2 separate regions of the Zea mays genome follow, and region 1 is linked to region 2. The links are chromatin contacts, called in public Hi-C maps. All regions are on one chromosome and are shown on one strand. Each heading gives the region's core, a stretch centred on a gene start, on an enhancer-like site or on the middle of the called end of the contact. The rest is flanking DNA. Distances are from core to core; before and after follow the strand shown. Region 1 holds the start of LOC103645348 (putative ripening-related protein 6). Region 2 holds the start of LOC100282479 (Ubiquitin-40S ribosomal protein S27a-like).

Region 1 (4,499 bases), core at 998-3,497, 340 kb before region 2:
ACATGCTAGGTAGCTATTGGAGTCGATCGTTGGAACCCAAACTACCTGTTGAATAGTCGATGTCTTATGCACCAACAGATTGGGCTGGTGTGCTAGAGGCTTTCAGTTTCTTCCTCAACCTTCTCTTGGAAAGTTGTCCGACGCACCACCAGACTCGTCTAGTGCCTCAAGCCACTGAGACTCTTCTGCAGGGCTCTCTAGTATAATGGACTGTCACACCATCGCATTGGTTCGGTGAGCCGTAGGCAACATATGTGAAGTCCTTCTTAGCCGAAACTTCTTCAATTTGATTTGGCTGATCTTGAGAGCTATTCTATTACCTAGACAAACTTTATTAGAGTATGTCCACTTAGTCTAAGTCATAGGTTCATACATTTAGCTCATCTCTAACTCAAGTTTCATGCTTCAACTCAAAAGAGACACAAAAAATCACTTTTGTAATATATTACATCTATAACCTATCCAAAGTGCTAAAAATGTTTCTAAGGGAAATTAGAACTTATTCAAACTTGTGAAATCGATCACAGCTCACCTTTTCCAAGTTTTGCCCGTTTCTAGCCTCGTTTGAGTTGAGCATTGTATTTCAAACCTCAATTTGACTTAAATGAACCTGCAAGTGTGTGCTTAGCAAACCAGTTAGCCCTCGAGGCTGTGTTGATCATTAATCACTAAAACTAAGTTAGAAATGGCATATAGCTTTTATCTTTCAGCATGTAATTTAGGGCACTACCTCCTAGTTACTCTATAAATACCCCGCCCGTATGAAGACATGACATGTTTGGTAAGACGCATTGAGAGTCACTCCCCGTTTGTTTTGTTGTTTTGCCCAAGCCGCTCCCAGCTATTTAGTTCCCACGTATCGGAACCCAAAATTAGCTTCTATGGGGCGCGACAGGATCTAATGATGTAATACCTAAACATGGTTGTGTCGTGCATACAGTTAAGTTGTGTATAAAAATGGAGTTCATTGTCGTCTATCTAGACTTATTTATGTGGGTTTTCATTTGTCATGCCACGATGTCTAACATGTTAAAATCAAACTCCTAAAGACGTGAGTATGCATATATTTATAACTGAGGTGTTGTTTGGTTCACATATTTGTAACGTGAATGACAATTGATAACACTAAACTATGTTTGTTTAAATCTAACAGTAATAAGGTACCACACTAAAGACTGATACAATCCTATTTAAACTTGTTAATACTGGTAATCGAGTGTGAATCGTTAATGTCGTTATTTACGTTACATTTTGTAAACCAAATTAAACGACACCTGAAATAAATGTGATTTTACAAGGAAATAAAACACATACACCAAGCAACAATTTTCCTCAAAAGAGTGGTTTTATTCGATCGACATCTCCACTGTCGTGGAAGAGTATGCACAAGCACAACCGCACGCCGTGGTTTCCAATTTCCCTGTCGCCGTGTGGCCATCCAACTCAGAGCACGTGACGTGTTCAGGCGTCTGACCATGTGACGTGGACCTCGCCGGCGTCCGTATGGAGCCCGAGCGCCTTCCAAACAGCGCGGGAGGAATCCACGATGTTGTTGCGGCATCCTCCCTGGGAGTCGCACTCGTCCACGACCCGTGCCCTCACGGTGCGCCCGCTGTTCGCTGTGATGCGGATAGCCTCGCCACACCTCTTCCCTCCCGCGTACCACCGCGAGGACAGCGCCACGATCAGGTCGTCGTCGCTGTGGAAACGGCCATCACAAGATGCTGCACCGCCGCCGTCCTCGCCTCGATTGAAACCGTTCACCGTCATCACAGCAGGGGTGCCGTCGCCGTCGTGGTCGCCGTGCGCTGGCTTGCCGTGCTGCCGGGCTGCGGCGCAAGAGAGCGGAAACAGAGCTAGGATGGCAATGGCTACGGCAATCTTGGTCTTCGCCATTGCTGTTTATTCCTTGGCTCGACAGGGGTGCAGGTGCTCGGGATACACTGGCTCTATCTTAGTGTGTATATGTACTCGTGCTCTCACTTCTCGGATCGTTGTGTTCGATAGGAGGTTAATGGCCCTATCTGAGACGAGTGCGTTGTATCAGGAACCAATATAATGCTAGCTATCTGTATGTGATGGTGTAAGTGTGAGGCGGCTGTCAGCTCACTGCGATGATGCCATATCCTCTCGGTAAGTCCTACGGAAGAACAGCTTATGAGCAAGCCGCTGTGTTTGGAAGTTGATGCTGGAAAGTTCCGGATGTTTCACTGGCTGATCAACCAACGCAATCAGATACTTCACGTCCAAAACCCATGCAGAAAAGGATACGAGTTCGAAAGTTTGGTTCCCTTGTCGTCACAAGTGATGATGATTAGACTTGGTCAGTCTTCCGTCTACTGCTAGCCAAGGTAAATATTGTGTACAAACTCTTATATATGCGGTATAAAAAACAATGTAAATATGCAGATATATTAAGTCTAGCTAGGGTTAATTATTCTGAAAATTCCAAAGAGATGTATGCAAAACACCTAAAAGAATGCTGATCACACAACAGCAAAACTGAATACTCCCGTCGGCCAAAATAATTCCTGTCGGTTTTTAGGGTTGCCGACGGGAGTTAATTAACTACCGTCGGCCATAACAAAGCCGACGGGAGTTAAATAACTCTCGTCGGCTCGTACATTGGGCGACGGGGTTTAGGGCGGGCCAGGCTATATGCGCCGGCCCGCTCGCCCCTCTCCTCCCTTTCGTCGCTCCCGTTCGCGCGCCTGCGCCCACGCCTGCGCCGCGCCGCCGACCGCCGCCGCCTGCCCCCGCCTCGCCCGTCCCGTCCCCCGCCGCGGCTTGCCGACGCCGCCTGCCCCCGCCCGCCCGTCCCCAGCGCGCGGCCCCTGTGCAGGCGCCCCCGCCGCCCGCCGCCTGCCCGGCCACCGGCCGGCGCCGCGCCCTCGCCGGCCCCTGGCCTGCCCCGCGCCGACCCCGGCCACCGGCGCCGCGCCCTCCCCGGCCCCCCGGCCTGCCCCGCACCGACCCCGTCCACCGGCGCCGCTTGCCCGTCCCCGTCCGGCCCTCGCGCGGCCACTGCCCGGCTCGGCGCGGCGCCCCTTCCCCGGCCACCCCGGCTTCATCTCGTACCCCACACCGCTGTCGTTGAGTTTGTGAGTGCAAAATAAGTATATGGGCGCACGCGGTATATTTATATCGAAAATATGCTTATTCCCGTCGGTTGGTTGGTTGCATTGATTAAGCCGACGGGAGTTAACTACGTTGTGGTAGTTTGATTAGTATGATTAGGGATGAGGCGATTGGTTGCATGTGATTAGTATGATATTGTTGCTACATGTTTTACTTAAGTTGATGATAATTGAAATGTATGAATGGTACTACTTTGTTTTTATTGTTGCTACATGTTTTACTTAAGTTGATGATAATTGAAATGTTTTAATTCATAACGATACACTGTTTATTTGTTTATGCACTTTACTTTATTTTTACCATTATTTTCATAGAGTTTTAGGGTTAAGTGCGCAGACCAGTAGTTAACCCTAGGCGTTACCCGTTCCGGAAGCACGCACATCACATTTATTCCTATGTTTGGGCCTAATGCACCTGGACAATCTATGGATGCATAGATTGTATAGTTTCATTTGGTCCAAACACAGGATTACTTGTGATGTGTGTGGTTCCGGGATTGTCCACGTATTTGGACAACCGGAGAATGGGTGTGGCCGCATGTGATTCGTGCACGTGTCCGATGGTCCGAACGAGATTTCGGCAGCATAACCCAGTTGTTCTTCGTCGCACCATGATAGGCGTGCGTTCGGAGAACAGCGGGGTTATGCTGCCGAAATTTCGTTCGGACCATTGGGCACGTCACGAGTCGCATGCGGCCGCCTCCATTCTCGGGTGGGTTTATGGCCTTTCCTATAGTAGGGTTATCACCTAAGCCACGTGCATCGCTCTTATATGCTGAATTTTTGGTTGGTGGTTTACACAACAGCAAAACTGAGCCATCCTGGTCCACAAACATGGAAGATGACCGTGAGTGGATGTATGCTGGTTGGAAGAAGGGCGGATGTCACACAAAGGAATGGTTTCAGAAGACAGAAAAGTTTTTAGAGAACGCTCGTGGAGAGTCAACCCACGCTGTGATTAGGTGCCCATGCACCAAATGTGGGAACATCCAGTCACATGACAAGAGAACTGTGGCACTACACCTTTGCAGTCATGGGTATGTTCAAGGTTATAAGGTTTGGGATAAGCACGGTGAGTCACGGAGTATAGTATCAGCACAGATGGAGGTGGATGACGGTGAAAACGTTGATCGGTTGGATCATATGTTAGAAGATATGCAGACAGAGTTTGTCAACAATCCTGAAGATCCGCCTACAAAAGAGGTTGAAGAGTTGTTCAAACTCCTCCAAGACTTAGAAATGCCTCTGCACGGACACACAACAGTTACCATCCTGCAGTTCGTGACCCGTCTAATGAGCATAAAGTCAAAGTTTGGTTGCTCAGCCAAATGTTATAAGGCGATTTTGGACTTGTTTAGTGAT
Region 2 (5,075 bases), core at 1,075-3,574:
CCACCCAAGTGCAACATACAAGTGTAGACATATTGCAAATCAATTATGTCTCCATCTCTTGTGTATTTCTCTCTAGCTTGTGTGTTGGCGCAGTTATAAGCTAAGAAAGAGTAGAGTAGTGCTACTGCAGTTAGAGCAAGATCTTGAGCATACTGTTACTCAATCGGAGAGTTGCCGACGTCTGTGACAGCCTCGTCTCTGTGTAACTCGACATTGACATAGTAGAAGGCTTTGTCTGTCACCTTGACATATCTGAGTAACCGAAGGATGGAGTGACATACTCCAAGGCAAGATTTGGCTAACTCCAACGTGGATGTAGGCAAGCATTTTAGGCTTGGTCGAACCACGAGATAAATCCTTGTATCTAATGTGTGCTCTGTGTTGTGTTATTCTCTGTCTCTCTACTTTGATTGCTTTACTATTTACGCTTCACTACTTATCTGTGGTATAAATTGTTCTTGAAGTGCAGGTTACTTCGAGACAGGGACCTCGATTCCGCGGTGACCTACTCGATGTGGTCTTCCTTCCGCTGCGATCAGTTTTCGAGTAGCATAAGAGTTCCAAGATTTTGGTGATATTTTTTATTCGCCTATTCACCCACCTTTAGACGACATCTAGATCCGGTTCCCAGACATAGGGAACTTTTAGCATCCTTGTTTCATGTGTCAACTCTAATAAGGGCTATGCTACGTGGTTGAGTTTTTGTACTATTAATTTTGCTGGTTTATGATGAGTAGTATTTTTGGTGCTTGAAGTTTTGGTTAATATCATGAACTCCTAAATTGGCTATTTTTAAAGCTATACAATATACATCTCAAATTCAGGTCCTGTTAGCCAAAATTCGTTGCTCTTAGAAAATATGGGGATGGTTAATATCTGTATTTCAGTGGTGTTCTCCCTTGTTGTATCATACACTGTTGTCTAGCCTTAATTCTAACTAAGTGATGTTTTATAGGTTCTTGACATGGGTGTGGTCTCCACTAAAGAGGCCTTCAAGTGCCTGATAAATCGAGGATTGATACTAGGAGAAGTAGAAGCCACAAGTTTCTACCAGATTTGTAAATGTTCATGAATGATTTTATTGTTGCTAATGAATGTTGTAATATATTTGAGTATACTGCGTATAGAGACAATGAAGGTAAGATGGGTTTCTGCAGCCTCAGCTAAAATACCAAGAAAAAGTAGTTGCAGACAAGGTCTACGTCTGGCACTTGTGTTCAGTACCAATTCGTGCAATAAAAGTTTGTAGTTTGATTCTTTTCTACTTTTTCTTTGCAATGTTACAAAAGTTGAAGATCATTATGTTCTGAAGGATGATCCAAACAGTTGACTGAATGATCGTGCCTACCAGATGAGTAAAAGTCAAGGGAATGGCATCGAACCTGATGATGTTGTTTCAGAATATGGCGTTGATTCTCTTCGCTTGTACGAATTGTGTAGTGGTTGTTTCTATTTGTGCTATGAAAATGCTATATGGTTATTGTTTAATTTCAGTGTACAAACTTGGTGTTCTGGAACCATATAAACATTAAAATGTTTAGCCGCATGTTTATTCACATGATTTTCTACGTCCTTGAATCTGGAAATTTGAGGCTCTATATAGTACTATAGAAAGTCATATATTGGAGCATAGAAATTTCCAGAACAAATTTCCTATAGAGCCTCAAATTTCCTATGGAAACAACAAGTTTGTATGGTTCAAATTTTCTATAATACTATATAGAGTATTATGGAAACAACAAGGCTCTATACAGTGTTGTATTTTTGTTAATAATATTATTTATTTGACCTTGAAAATAATTAAAATTTAAAATTTTCCATTACTTGGAGCAAAAAGTAGTTCTTGCGGTTGAATGAAAAGAAAAGGCGAGAAGGATTGAGAGATGATAGTTATGATAGTTAAAATAAAAATTGTATTATATATTTGTAGGATATAGTAATATAGAGAATATTGTTGTTGTGGTAAGATAGTGTTATATAAAGAGAAAATTTAGAAAAAATGGTTGCAGAGTCTTATACTATCTTCAGTAGGACAGTGTAAATGATCGTGTAAAGTACTATTTTATAATATAAATTATATTGTTTATAAAATAAAGTTTAAAATAAAGGGTGACAGAAGAATTATGTTGAAAATAGCCTTAGCCTATCTTGATTGACCTCGGCGCCCGTGTCATCATACTCGTGCGCCGTCCTGGCCTCCTGGGTCTGGAGTCGGTATCTCCCAGTCTCAATCACGACCGTTCTTTTCTGATCGGACGTCGCATACCCGCACAGGAGAGAGAGTCCGGCCTCTATAAATCCACCGCACGGCTGTTGGCTACAGATCAAAATAGAGTTCACACGCACAACCCGCCGCCGCACGCCGGGATCTCGATAGACTCTGGCTGCCGCGGAAAGCGGAAAGAAGGCAGGGATCGTGGCCAAGATGCAGATCTTCGTGAAGACGCTGTCGTCGACAAGGACGATCACGCTGGAGGTTGAGCCTTCGGACACGGTGGCGGACGTGAAGGCCAAGGTGTACGAGTCGGAGGGCGTCCCGCCGGCCGAGCAGCGCCTCATCTTCGCGGGGAAGCAGCTGCGCGACGGCTGCACGCTGGCTGACTACAACATCCCCAAGGAGACGATGCTGTCCTTGTGCTGCCGCCTCCTCGGAGGCGGCCCCAAGAAGCGCAATAGGAAGACGTTCACCACTCCTAAGAAGGGCACGCACGAGCACAAGAACCCCGGGCTCGACGCCGTGCTTGGGCGGTACAGGATCGATGAGGCCACGGGGAAGGTGGAGAGGCTGCGCATGCAGTGCCCTAACCCGGAGTGCGGCCCAGGCGTGCTCATGGCGGCGCACGCCGACCGGCACGTCTGCGGCAGCTGCGGCCTCACCTTCGTCATCCAGAACTAGAGCGCGGCAGATAGCTAGGTCGCTTCGTACTCCCCCCATTTGCAATGACAAAGCGTTTTTACCTTTCTAGATATGCACTTATGTCTAGATACATAGATTATCTTATACTTTTTTCGTTCTTTTTTATTTATCGTGTTTTAGTTAAAAATAAATTAATTGAGTGAATATGTTATAGGGCGTGGCTATTTGTTTTTTTTCTTAAAACAGGTATCTGCAACTTTAGACTAGATTAAGGCGTGTTATTGTTCGCCATGCGATTACTTACCCCTATTGATTCATCTCCGTTTGATTGTAACTGTAGCCGTCTATGTAAATTAGTAACGACACCACGACACATAAATATTCGATACAACAATTCTATAAAAACAAACAACATATATGTTATCATCGACTATAATGTCTCGCAAACCTAAACAAGCAACATATATGTTATCATCGACTTTAATGTCTCGCAAACCTAAACAAACAACATATATATTATCATCGACTTTAATGTCTCGCAAATCTGGATTCAAATCTGGATTGTAGAGACCAACTGATGCATACAAGCAAGACATCTTATCTGATTTGTAGACATATCTATCTGATTTATAGGCTAAGACATGGAGGAGTAAAACAGAGAGATTTCACATTTTGCAAAGAGGTTGCTGATGGTAAGCAACAGAAGGCTCCAAACTGCCCCTTAGCCGTGTTCGTTTCTTCCGGATTCCATCCCGGAACGTTCCAGCGATCAAAACTTATAAGTTACACAAACAATCCGGGTAGAACCGAACGGGCCCTTAAGCACTCCAGGTAGGTTAACAACAAATCCAGGTTATAAGCAAGGGTGGCAGTCATAGCTGTAATACATTCTTAAACCAAAAGAGAAACAATGAACCAGAAAACAAAACGCTTCCAGTGTGGCCTGGTGGAATGCAACAGCCTAACAGCGTCGGTGTTATTGACTTGTCTATACAGATAGACATGCAATAAATATGTCAGTGTTACACGTCGATTTCCTTTTCCAAAAACATGTATGCGCCTAGCTACAATAGCAGCTGTCCGCCACAGGCACCAAGTTCGTTCGTTCCTTGGCAAGGGACCTCAACTCCGGTGGCTACCCTAACAAAACTGTCTCCCTTCCTAGAACGCCAACTCCTCTTTCTCTTCAGCTGCAACCGGCAGCGATCCCTCCGAGGCTGCGTACTGCATCTCGTTAGCCTTCTCGTTGCTAATGCCGAGCAGGTACTGCAACCTTGATAGCTTCTCAGGCTTAGGAATGCTCTTCAGGTAGATGGCAAATAGATCATCTAGCTCTCCTGGTGTGGGCCATGACAAGGGTCGTGATGCAGGGACCGCAGCATCACATGCGAGCATGTCATTCAGAGATGAAAGCTGCAATGGGAATTTTATAGTTAGCACACATACTGCCATTACATTAACTTTCCGGACAACTGAATTTTCAAGGAACAAATAAAAAGGGATTTAATGTCATACCACATCATCTCTCTTCTTCTGCCGAAGCAACGCAATAGCCTGGACAAGGGAGTTCTCCAACCTAACCTTTGCAATATCCTGTACAATTGACTTGGCCTTCTCAGAACTTATTATGAGATCAGCTGGAATCTTCACATACATTTCCTCTTCATCGAAATCCCCTGTACCTGAAGAAAAGAGCTCTTCAACAGTTTTCCTATAAATGCTTTCTCGCTGCGGCTCCGCAATCAAGCTATCTAGTTGGAAGTTTGCTTCCTTCAATCCTCGGACCTGCTGTATACCGATCTGACCCCGAGCAACAGAGGCTTCAATTGCAGAAGATAACTTTGTCGTTGTAATACCCTTAATGATTTTCTGTGCATGTTCAGTAGGCAAACCGACCTGCTTTTGAATCTTAGCAAGCTGGTCAGCCTTAGCCTCTGTTAATTTCCCATCAGCAAGAATTACTTCCGCCTGTTGCACAAAAGCTTTCTCTGCAAACTTAATGTGAACATCTTGAGCTTCTTTGCGAGTTAAACCAAGTATGTCACCCAATTGCTTTAGCATTAAAAACTCTGAATCATCTTTCTTTGTAGAGATAGCTGTTCCAAATGATACATTAGTCGTCTCCCCAGTGATGCAGAACATCAGGTACGTTTCATACAGCTCAGCCCTATCCCTCAATGGAATGTCATCCTTGAGAGTTATCTCTTTCTGGCTTGAC

Evidence for each region. Hi-C and Micro-C count contacts between places; a contact is called where the count stands out from the background.
Region 1: a contact with region 2 is called in a Hi-C map of tassel, with 2.4 times the contacts expected there. The contact joins the promoter of LOC103645348 here to the promoter of LOC100282479 in region 2. A contact is called at or near these places in 2 of 25 Hi-C or Micro-C datasets (bundle sheath and tassel).

Annotation. Positions count from the first base shown.
Region 1 is chr1:234,411,869-234,416,367 of Zm-B73-REFERENCE-NAM-5.0, reverse strand. LOC103645348 (putative ripening-related protein 6) reads right to left here and starts at 2,247. Exons shown (of 1, transcript XM_008668417.2): 1 at 1,408-2,247. The coding sequence starts at 1,896. The coding sequence ends at 1,462.
Region 2 is chr1:234,069,022-234,074,096 of Zm-B73-REFERENCE-NAM-5.0, reverse strand. It overlaps LOC100282479 (Ubiquitin-40S ribosomal protein S27a-like), which reads left to right and starts at 2,324. Exons shown (of 1, transcript NM_001155388.1): 1 at 2,324-3,070. The coding sequence starts at 2,426. The coding sequence ends at 2,896. LOC100273973 reads right to left here. Exons shown (of 15, transcript NM_001360507.1): 14 at 4,373-5,075; 15 at 3,770-4,270. The coding sequence ends at 4,019.